2 separate regions of the Zea mays genome follow, and region 2 is linked to region 1. The links are chromatin contacts, called in public Hi-C maps. All regions are on one chromosome and are shown on one strand. Each heading gives the region's core, a stretch centred on a gene start, on an enhancer-like site or on the middle of the called end of the contact. The rest is flanking DNA. Distances are from core to core; before and after follow the strand shown. Region 1 holds the start of LOC100279725 (Transcription factor GTE7). Region 2 holds the start of LOC100240698.

What was found. A called contact is a pair of places that touch in the nucleus more often than the background predicts.
Region 2: a contact with region 1 is called in a Hi-C map of ear, with 3 times the contacts expected there. The contact joins the promoter of LOC100240698 here to the promoter of LOC100279725 in region 1. A contact is called at or near these places in 10 of 25 Hi-C or Micro-C datasets (bundle sheath, ear, endosperm and 4 more) and 1 of 3 datasets of contacts at active chromatin or transcription factors (leaf).

What each region holds. Positions count from the first base shown.
Region 1 is chr4:29,679,962-29,684,730 of Zm-B73-REFERENCE-NAM-5.0, reverse strand. It overlaps LOC100279725 (Transcription factor GTE7), which reads left to right and starts at 1,448. Exons shown (of 3, transcript NM_001152684.1): 1 at 1,448-2,811; 2 at 2,927-3,092; 3 at 3,186-3,542. The coding sequence starts at 1,576. The coding sequence ends at 3,238. LOC103653000 (a long non-coding RNA gene) reads right to left here. Exons shown (of 2, transcript XR_565181.4): 2 at 3,257-4,055.
Region 2 is chr4:29,948,991-29,954,183 of Zm-B73-REFERENCE-NAM-5.0, reverse strand. It overlaps LOC100240698, which reads left to right and starts at 3,118. Exons shown (of 6, transcript NM_001144024.1): 1 at 3,118-3,324; 2 at 3,405-3,493; 3 at 4,144-4,199; 4 at 4,284-4,336; 5 at 4,759-4,877; 6 at 4,971-5,193. The coding sequence starts at 3,457. The coding sequence ends at 5,065.

The DNA.
Region 1 (4,769 bases), core at 199-2,698:
ATGCCCTTGTGACCCTTTGTTACCTTCGTGGATCCTCTAGGGGTGAATATGGATGGTAGTCGCATTAGGCTTCCCTTTTGAGCCGACCGATCGTGTCGCCTTGGGCCATAGACCTAGGTCCTTTTTGGTAGAACCCCTCAAAGCTCGGTTGATGGAGGTGCCTTCAGTGGAGCTTAGGTTTGGTGGTGCCTAAGGGGTAGTAACGGTGGTGAGGTGCGGGTTGCAAAATGTACCCATACACGTAAGCTAGTTAATTAGGCTAGTATGAAGTATGTTTGTAAAACAACCTATAAACCTATTATGGAGTTATATGAGAGAACAACCAAACAACCTATAAACCTATTATGGAGTTATTTAAGAGAATTAGGTGGCGGAGAACTCATTATGCTTGAGTATGGCACCAGCCATATCTAATCTTTTAATACGCATATATTATATTATGAACACCAAGTAATATGTGGTGTGATGGTTAAAACCTGATATTTGTAGAAGCAAGTTGCAAGTTTGACAAGTTTGAATCCTGCTTGTGCAACATTGTTTATCATTTTTCCTTTTTCCTCCTTCTAGCTAGCAATATCTTCCTTTTCTTTTGTCATTCGACACGGGTTGTTAGGCTATGTCCGGTAGGTTCCTTATTTCATCCCTTATTTCTAACTTAATTTTGCAAACATTGTCATATACAGTTTCACGTCCTCTATTTTACACTACTCGCTGGAGACAGCCTTAGTAGCTATAATAATAAATAATTTAGTTATACAACTAACTGATGTGGATATGCTAGAGAGCTATTTAGATTTTTTAATCGTCTAACATATATGCACGTGACATGTCACCACTCCACGACTTCAGACTTTAAATTACACGTAATATGATATTCACATAACGTGGTGAGGTACAGTGCATTTATGTCACCTTTGAAATACTAATTAGGAAAAAAGGCTGAATTCACCGTGGTCTTCTTAAGAACTTTCAGGGCTGTGTCTGAAACTCTGAATAAATACACCAAAATGATCGCAGAAGTCGGACTGCTCGTGAGACGCACACAATTTGTGTGGTCCAAACTCGCGCGAGAAGCTCGACCTAAAACTCTCACGCTCACTCAGCATACGCGCACTTTGTGCACCCACTTCCACTGCTTCCGGGGCCCACGACTCCCTAACACACACGTCATCTGGTCCGTCCCAAGTTTCAAGCTTTCAACCACCACACAAACCGCCTGCGTCCTCGTAGCATTTCGCACAGCTCGACCAGTCCTCAGATGGCTTCCACGTGGCACGCCCAGCATCCCCTCCCTCCACGCTCCGCTGCCCGCGGTCACGGGACTGCCATCACTGACTGTCGGATCCTCCAGAGAACGGCTCAGATCCTGCCCGGACCGGCGCGGGCAGCACCCACGCTGCTATTTAAAGCACCCCCACTCCGCTCCTCTCATCCTCGCCCGCAACACCATTTCCGAACGGGTCGCGCCCGAGCCCGATATGCCCGCGAAGCCCAGGCCCAGCCAGACCCAAAGCGATGCGACGGAGATCGTGAGATCGCGCGCCGCAGCCTCCTCCCCCGCCCCCGCCGCCGGCGATGACCTCCGCAGTCCTCGCCGGCCGGAATGAGGTCCACCAGGCGCATCAGCACCACCGCCAATGGGCTGGCGCCCGCGTCCCGCTCATGCCCAAGCCGTCCTCCAACCCTAACCCTAGGCGCCACCGCGCGGGCCCAAACCCTATCCCCAGTGGCTCGCCGCCGGAGCCGCGGGCCGCTCCGGCCGTCGCGGCCGAGCCCTCGCCGTCGCCTTCGGGGCACCTGAACTTCAGGCCGTCGGAAATGACCCCCGCCGAGGCCCGGCACCTCCGCGCGCGGCTCACCAGCGAGCTCTGCCGCGTCCGCGCTTTCCTCTCCCGCATCGACTCGTGGCAGGACGGGCAGCGCCGGCGCCGGGGCCCCGAGCCCCCCGCGCGCGGCCCGTCCCCGCCGCCGGCGCTGGTGGAGGCGATGCGGAAGCGGTGCGCGGACATCCTGATGCGGCTGCGGAGGTCGAAGAAGAGCGTGTGGTTCAACTCCCCGGTCGACGTGGAGGGCCTCAAGCTGCACGACTACCGCGCCATCATCCGGAGCCCCATGGATCTCGGCACCGTCAAGCAGAACCTCACCGCCGGCCGGTACCCCTCGCACGAGGCGTTCGCTGGCGACGTCCGGCTCACCTTCAACAACGCGCTGCGGTACAACCCGCCCGACCACCACGTGCACAGGTACGCCGGCAACCTCCTCGCCTCGTTCGAGGGGATGTACAAGGAGGCCGTCTCGTGGTTCGAGCAGCAGCGCCAGCAGCTCGAGCCACCAATGCAGCCCGATTTGCCGCCGCCGCCACAGCTCCCGGTCGTCTCTGTGCCAGTGCAAGCGCCCCCGAGGATGGGTGGGGGCGGGAGGAGGCCCAAGCCCAAGGCCCGGGAGCCAAACAAGAGGGAGATGGACGAGGAGGAGAAGCAGAAGCTGAGGGTAGAGATCGAGAACTTACCCGAGGAGAAGATGCTGAATGTGCTGCAGATTGTGCAGAAGAGGAACAGCGATCCAGCGTTCACTGGGGAGGTTGTCGAGCTCGATTTCGACGAGCTGGATATGGAGACCCTCTGGGAGCTCGATCGGTTCGTGGTCAATTGGAGGAAGGCTCTGAAGAAGAGCCAGCGGAACTCTATGGTGAATGGCGATGCTGCCGCGGCGGTGAATGGAGACGCCATCGATGTGACAGTTGTTCCGGACGACGACGACATGGTCGAGGTTGCTGTCAATCCGTCCGTGGCGGTCGAGATCGGAGAGTCGGTATGGCATTCAGAAGGGCTCTGGCTGTTTTTATATGGTCTTTTTAACCAGTGATGTTTGGACTGCATTCCGATGTTGATCCTGTTTTGTTTCGTTTCGTTTCGTTTTTGGACAGGCTGACGTTCCAGAGAAAGAAATGGAGGCCGAGATGGTCGACGATTACGTGGATATAGGCGACGAGATGCCGACAGTGAATTACCAGTCAGTGGAGATCGAGAGGGATTCCCCGGCGGCTGCCAGCAGCTCAAGCGGATCAGGAAGTGGCTCGTCTTCATCCAGCGGTACAGCTCAAATGAGTAATCTGTCACCATGAATGGAATGCAGAGTTATCGATTGAGTAGCTCGTTAACTCGTTAAAACAAAATTCCTTGCAGATTCCGACTCGGACTCCGATTCTGACGGGGACGATGCCAGCGCCCCGCACTAGGTGTGGCTGTTGTTGCTGTTTTATCTGACTGTACTGTAGGATTAGCGATGAGTAGGTGACTGAAAAGGTTCCATTTGATGAGGCGTTTTGAAGAACGGTATAGAGAAGCCTGTAGGGAACTCTTGTTCATGCAATGCAAGTGGTTGTGTTCGTCTGTGTATGTGTGGGTGCAGCATTTAGGTTGTCGGTACTTGGGTGATGGGTAGGTGGTAGATGCTTGGGTAGATTGGGAGGCTTCTGTAAAGAGGGGAATATAAGCTGGAACAAAGAGGAAAAGTAGCAATGCCGGCCGGGGCATTTCTTCATGACGTCTGCTGCTTTCTTTGTACTACTACTCTCTTTGTTCTAAAGTATAATTTATTCTTTTTTTGGGGGTGGGGGGAGTCAAATCATATCAACAGTCAAACTTATAACATTTATGACACCAAATAGTTATCACTTTGAAATATAATTAATAAATGACACTTTTATTACATAAATTTGGTTAAAATACTCTTGAGTCTTCGAACTCTTTCAGGAAGGCTAAAGTAATTTATAATTTAGTTAAAATCACTTATAACTCGGAACAGATGGGAAACTGCGGTAGCCGGTATGGGCGCATCAGAAAAAGTTCGCTGGAGTGCCGTGATTTGGTGCCGACACACTGAAATACCGTCGATCTGCAGGCTGCCACCGGCCACCGCATCAGAACTCATGTTCACCGCTTGCCTTTCTTCTCCTGTTCACCTCGCGTGTGTTCGCTCGCTCACTCTCCCCACATTTTGGGTAGCGCAACTGGGAGACAGTTGTCGCCACCTCCATACGCCAGGTACAGGTACTGTTGCAAAATCAGGTGAGAAACAACTGCCCAGATAAAGGAACAATTCACTAGCGCAATATGTAGTATTGTTAGCACAATGTAATTGTCTTGGTGTGGTACTGACACTATTGCTATGGTTGAATATGCCTCAAGTTGTGCTAACCCAAAATGCTTTAAAATATGCTTTGCTTGATTACATGGTGACAAAATAATATATGTTGTAGTTTGAATTCAACTAAATGGCATAGAGAAGTCAATAAACAACTAATTCATTGTCCTTCATGCATTTGTCCTAAAACTTTATAGAAATACATTTTTGTTTTGGTATATTGGAACCTTGCCCCTGTATTTTTTTTCTTCAGACCTCGCAACTATAATAGATTTACTCAAATATTTGTTGTCTGAGGTGTTTCAATTTCAAGCTGAGGTTAAACAATTAACAAATGTCACCTTGGTACGCGTTGCAATCCATTTATTAGCTCTTAGAAGCTTCTCATTAAGAAGTTACATGAACTTGGCTACATTGATCTTGCTGATTGTAAGGTTTGTTGTTATAAATCTTTGATGAAGGCAAAGAGCTAGACAAAGAGTTTCAGCAGATAACCAAGCACAAGCAGAAAAATCAGGTTGTTCGCATCCAACATTTTAGCCTTGTCATAAATTACCTAAGTCCGTTTAACAAGAATTGTTCTACCTTCTCATATATATGAATTAACTTGATGAATTATCACT
Region 2 (5,193 bases), core at 1,869-4,368, 270 kb before region 1:
ATTGGCTTGTGATGTTGTTACATTTTCTTGGGTATAGCTTGAACTTGTACCATATGACTATGGACATAGTATATGGCCAGGAAAAATCTCTTATATCCCATTTGCATGTAGATATTGGTGCATAGAATTGGAAATTAGAATCGGTTTTCTTAATTTTTGTTGTTTGGTTGCATATGGATTTGAGATTTGGAATCAAGGACCTAATTCCCTAGTATTGGAATATATTTGGAAGCTCCCTCTTTCAATACAAAGCATCACCCCTCTGTATTGCATTGAATTAGATCACACAATTCCAAACTTCAATACAGTGACATCTAAACAATAGAATTGGAATTGCATCTCATTTCAATACCATGGTTGATTTGGTATTGAACCCAATTCAATTCCATGTCCTCCAATATCGACATTCAAACGAATCATTAGCCTGTGGGTGTTAAGTTATTGCTTCCTTTGATCACCAATATAAGTCCATCTGGTTTTTTCCTAACTCATTTTTAAAACTTTTTACTTGCAATATCTTTTCATCTTAAATGACAAGAATCATACTATATTATAAAGTAATTTATATAATGAATATATTAATGTTAATCTATCTAAAATTTTAGACATCGATAGTCAAAGTTAAACAAAAAATCTTCCGCCGGTGTATCTCTATGTGCTTTACAAGGTAGATATTGCTTACTGACATGGAATGGAAATGGATTATTTAAAAATGGTTAGAAAATGCTTGTTTGTATAATTCATTATTGGTTATTAACCAAGACCCAGTTTGTTAGTCCACTTTCATTATTAGGTGACTGTTTGTTTTCATTTTTTGTAACTTGGGGAAAATGTGCATATGTTTTTGTTAAATTCTATATGTAAAAAAGAATCGTTTGATGTGGCCTTTTTATACTACTGTTGACTCATTGAGGGTATTGCTATGTGCACTTTGGATTTGTTGGCTGAACTAAAACAACCATGGAAACTCTTAACATGTTGAACTTGATTAAAGTCTCTAGGGAAACATGTTACCAAGGAAGTATGTAACTTGCAAGTTACACTATCTTTATCTTCACAATTTCTTTAATTATCTAGTTTTGAAGTAGATCCATTCCTATGCTTGTACTGTGCATTGAAATTGAGAGATCTTGTTCCATTTGTGGTGTCACGTCTGGGGAACCTAGGACATGAAATCTTCCATTGAGACTCGCCTTAATATACAATATTGAGAGGATTAAGAAAAGAACAAATAATATGTTTAGGGTGAATAGTGAATACTCGTGCCTTCATACATAAGTTTTGCCATGCACTTGGATATACACTATATCTAGATAGATAGTAGAAGCAATGTATGTAGAAAAGCCAAAACGTCTTACAATCAAAATAGAGGTATTACAATAATGTATGGAAAGTTCTGGACATTCATGATTGAGCCGCCCAGACACTTGCTTCTTCCATTTCTTCTTTTCTAGAAACGGTCATAATCCGGGGCACTCGTGTCCAAAAATAAAGTTTGTCCACTAGAGATTATGTCGAAGAGAGTTACACTGTGATGTAAGGGGTCGTGCTATCTCTAGAGGGGAAAGGGACGGTGCATGTAGAAGGGGTATGCAAGTTGGTTTTTTAGTTGGGAGGCGAGGGTAGGCAACACAAGGGGTCTTGAAGTTGACATGATGGTGTGGTTGAGAACCAAAGAGGTTAGGGTTGCTATCACATTTCTTTGTTGGGCATATGGCATTTGATCTTGATCCTTTGTGTTTGTTACAAAAAATGTATTTACTGTGAGCTTACTACATCTTAGCCTATGGTGTGCTATTGTTGGCTTCCTTCGTGCATGACATTGTTGCTATCATTATGAAAAGGAAATAATTAGATGGTTTCATGCGTATGCATACATATAACATGTCTTTTGAAAGAATGGGTGAAGGCAGGGCCGGGCCAGTAAAATCTAAGGTCCTATACAAAATTCCGGAATATCAATCTATAAACTAGAACTATACTAATATAGGCTATAATAGTATGATAAAAATATTATATTAAGAGTTGTGTCTAGCTGTCTATTCAATTTTGTATTGTATAATTTTACTTGGATAGTATTATTCTTTAAAAATAAAATCTTGAACGATATTTACGTTTAAATGGAGATGTAGTCGTGATCAAAGACAAAGACACCATACAAACAACTGATTTGACTCATGAGAAGAAGATTTGCTTAGAGATTAGTTGATTTATTTTCCTTACTGAGCTAATTACTGAACTGTGTATTGATTAAACTATTGATGACTATTATTTTAGGGGCTTGGAGGATTGAGGCCCTGTTCGTGGGCACCGGCCGCACGTGCCTCCGTCCGGGCCTGATTTTTCCTTCATAACCCGAAACCATTTCATAACAGAAAAATGGTAGCTAAACAGATTCGATAGTAAGCTCCCACTGAAAATGGCGTCTAGCGAAGTAGATAACAAACTCTAGTAGTTGCTCTAGCCTACAGAGTGTGATTGCATGGTACTACTGCATGCAAGATCTTGCATCTTGGCAGTTTGAAGTGAGTTTTTTTTCCCGATCCATTGTAAGTGAGTTTTTTCCCGATTTATCATACTTGTCCTGATCAAAATTCTGCTCTTCTGTTTTGGCAGTTGTGTAGTACGAGACACGCTGAAGACTAGGGAACAAAAGCTGAGAATTATAGTTTTTCGGCCAAGAAATTCGCCGAAAAAATAGATATTTTTTAATATGTCCCATATTTAATTTTAATTTATGAAATTCGCCGAGAATTATAGTTTTTCGGCCAAGAAATTCGAAATTCGTTTTTAATGTAAAAAACCATACGCATTACAAACAAATCCTATCAGAACTTTAATTTTTTTAAACTCAATTATCATTTTTAGTAAAGATACCCAATTTCGTCACGGATTTCGGTAAAAAAAATCCGATTTTCGTTTTAAAAAACGTTAAAATGCAAATTGGTTGAGAAATTTGAAAGATCTTTTTGCTGAGCAAAAAAATACGAAGTAGAAAAAAACGAAATAGTTAACCCTTGTGGGACACAAAGGAAAACTGAAAACGAGGCGGAGTGGTGGCGGCCTGGCGGGACTTATCCGTGCAATTCATTCCAGTCCAGCGATCCAATCCAAAGAAGCCTCCTGCTGTCCACCTCATTCCCCATCCGTCCCCGTGGGAAGCGGGGCAAAGCGACGTACGCTACCCTTTGCGTGCGCGTAGCATTTAACCAAGCAACTCCCAATCCCCACTCCTCCCCCACCATTTCTTCCCTCTCGCCTTCCCCTCCGCCGGCAATCCCACGTCCAATCAGCCGCCGCTCCAGCCTTCCATCCATCCATCCCGTGAGCGCCTGCCGCCCTCCACCGTTTCTGTCGATTTCCCCGCGCCTCCTGACCCTACCCGATTGTTTTTTCTGTTCCAGGTAGCTGCTCTCTATTACGCCAGCGATCGAGAGACCAAGAGGAGCAGGAGCGATGGCGAGGAGCTCGTTCAAGCTGGAGCACCCCTTCGGTTCGTCCCTCCGATTCCTGATTCCCCCCTCCTCATCCGGGCTTCAGCTCTTGTTATTGGTCGTGCTAGGGTTTCGGTTGTTTGGCTGGTACTGGTAGATGGTACCCCGTGCGGACCTATCAATCAATCGATTCCTTGAATTTCCTAGGTTATATAAGCAAAGCTTTGTTGGGGGCGGGCGGGGGTTGGTCTGTTCTATCGTTTCGCGATCCTGTGATGGTTGGATACATGTTTTATTTTTGTTTGGGGGGGGGGGGGGCGTGGTGGGAATCTGCAGCTTTGATGGAGTGCTCGTGGTAATCTGCACTAGGCGATTCATAGGCTGTGGCACCCACAGTTTGCTGTGTTGTGTAGCAGCTTAACATGATCCGGCACAGTTCGTACCGACTCCAGCAACTAGTAAATTCCATCATTTGCATCTGGTGCTCTTCGTTGCTAAATTTTTCCGAACTCGTTCTCAAGCTGTAACTCCCCAGTTTACATTATCTTATCAGGTTTAGGCTGTACCTACATCCGCGGAATGGTTTGTCTGTTTCCTGTGCATGCCTTACCATTGCATGGTTCTTATTCAACACTTGGGGGTTATACAAATGTACCCTTTCGCCTTAAAATGTCTGAATTCTCATTATACCTATGTTCTATGTTTGTAGAAAGGAGGCAAGCTGAGGCTAACCGCATCAGGGAGAAGTACCCCGATAGAATTCCTGTAAGCCTTAAGTAATTGTTATCCATGCCCTCTGATCATTTTCCACGATATAGCTTTTGTTCTCATCCAAATCGGGTAATGTAGGTCATTGTTGAGAAGGCCGAGAGGAGTGACATCCCAGACATCGACAAGAAAAAGTCAGTTCCGAACCATTTCAAGATTATTTCAATTGCATTTCTTGACTTTTATGGTTTTTCCTGACATTGCAATTTTTTTCCCTGTACTTCTGAAAGTAGTTTTACCGATTGTCGTCGTCGACTTTGTCAAACTCTTCATAATGCAAAACTGCTGGATGTAGGCATTATCCCTTGTGCAGTTGTGCCAATCATGCCTTTGAAGTTGTTTATCTCTACTCCCAACCAAGAGTCTGTTGTCTGTTCCTTGTGCAAGTTGCCATCTAGAGATTGATTGTTTGCTGCATTAGCGTATCCCTTGGCCCTTGCTTCTACCATCTTCCAGCATTAACCAATTCAGAAGGAACTCTTGCTTATCGGTACAAGCCAAGACCAGCTTGCAGCATCTGTGTGCCTCCAAGTAACATGCGATTGCTTGCATGCAGGTACCTTGTCCCCGCCGACCTCACAGTGGGACAGTTTGTGTACGTGGTGCGGAAGCGCATCAAGCTCAGCGCCGAGAAGGCGATCTTCATCTTCGTGAAGAACACCCTCCCACCAACAGGTTTGCCATACCATCGTGGGGAAAAACAAAATAAAACCTACCTGTCCATGGTGCCCGTGTGTACAATGCTGTTACTTTTTCTTGTCCATGCAGCTGCCCTGATGTCTGCCATCTACGAGGAGAACAAGGACGAGGACGGGTTCCTCTACATGACCTACAGCGGCGAGAACACCTTTGGGCTGCTATGAGTGGCGCCGCGCCGCCGTGGATCGACGTCGGACAATGCCCCTCCTCCTGTAAATACTTAAAAAAAAAATAGGCGTCTCAAGAATCCGTGTACATAATAATCTGGCATGTCTTGCATCAAAAGCAACTC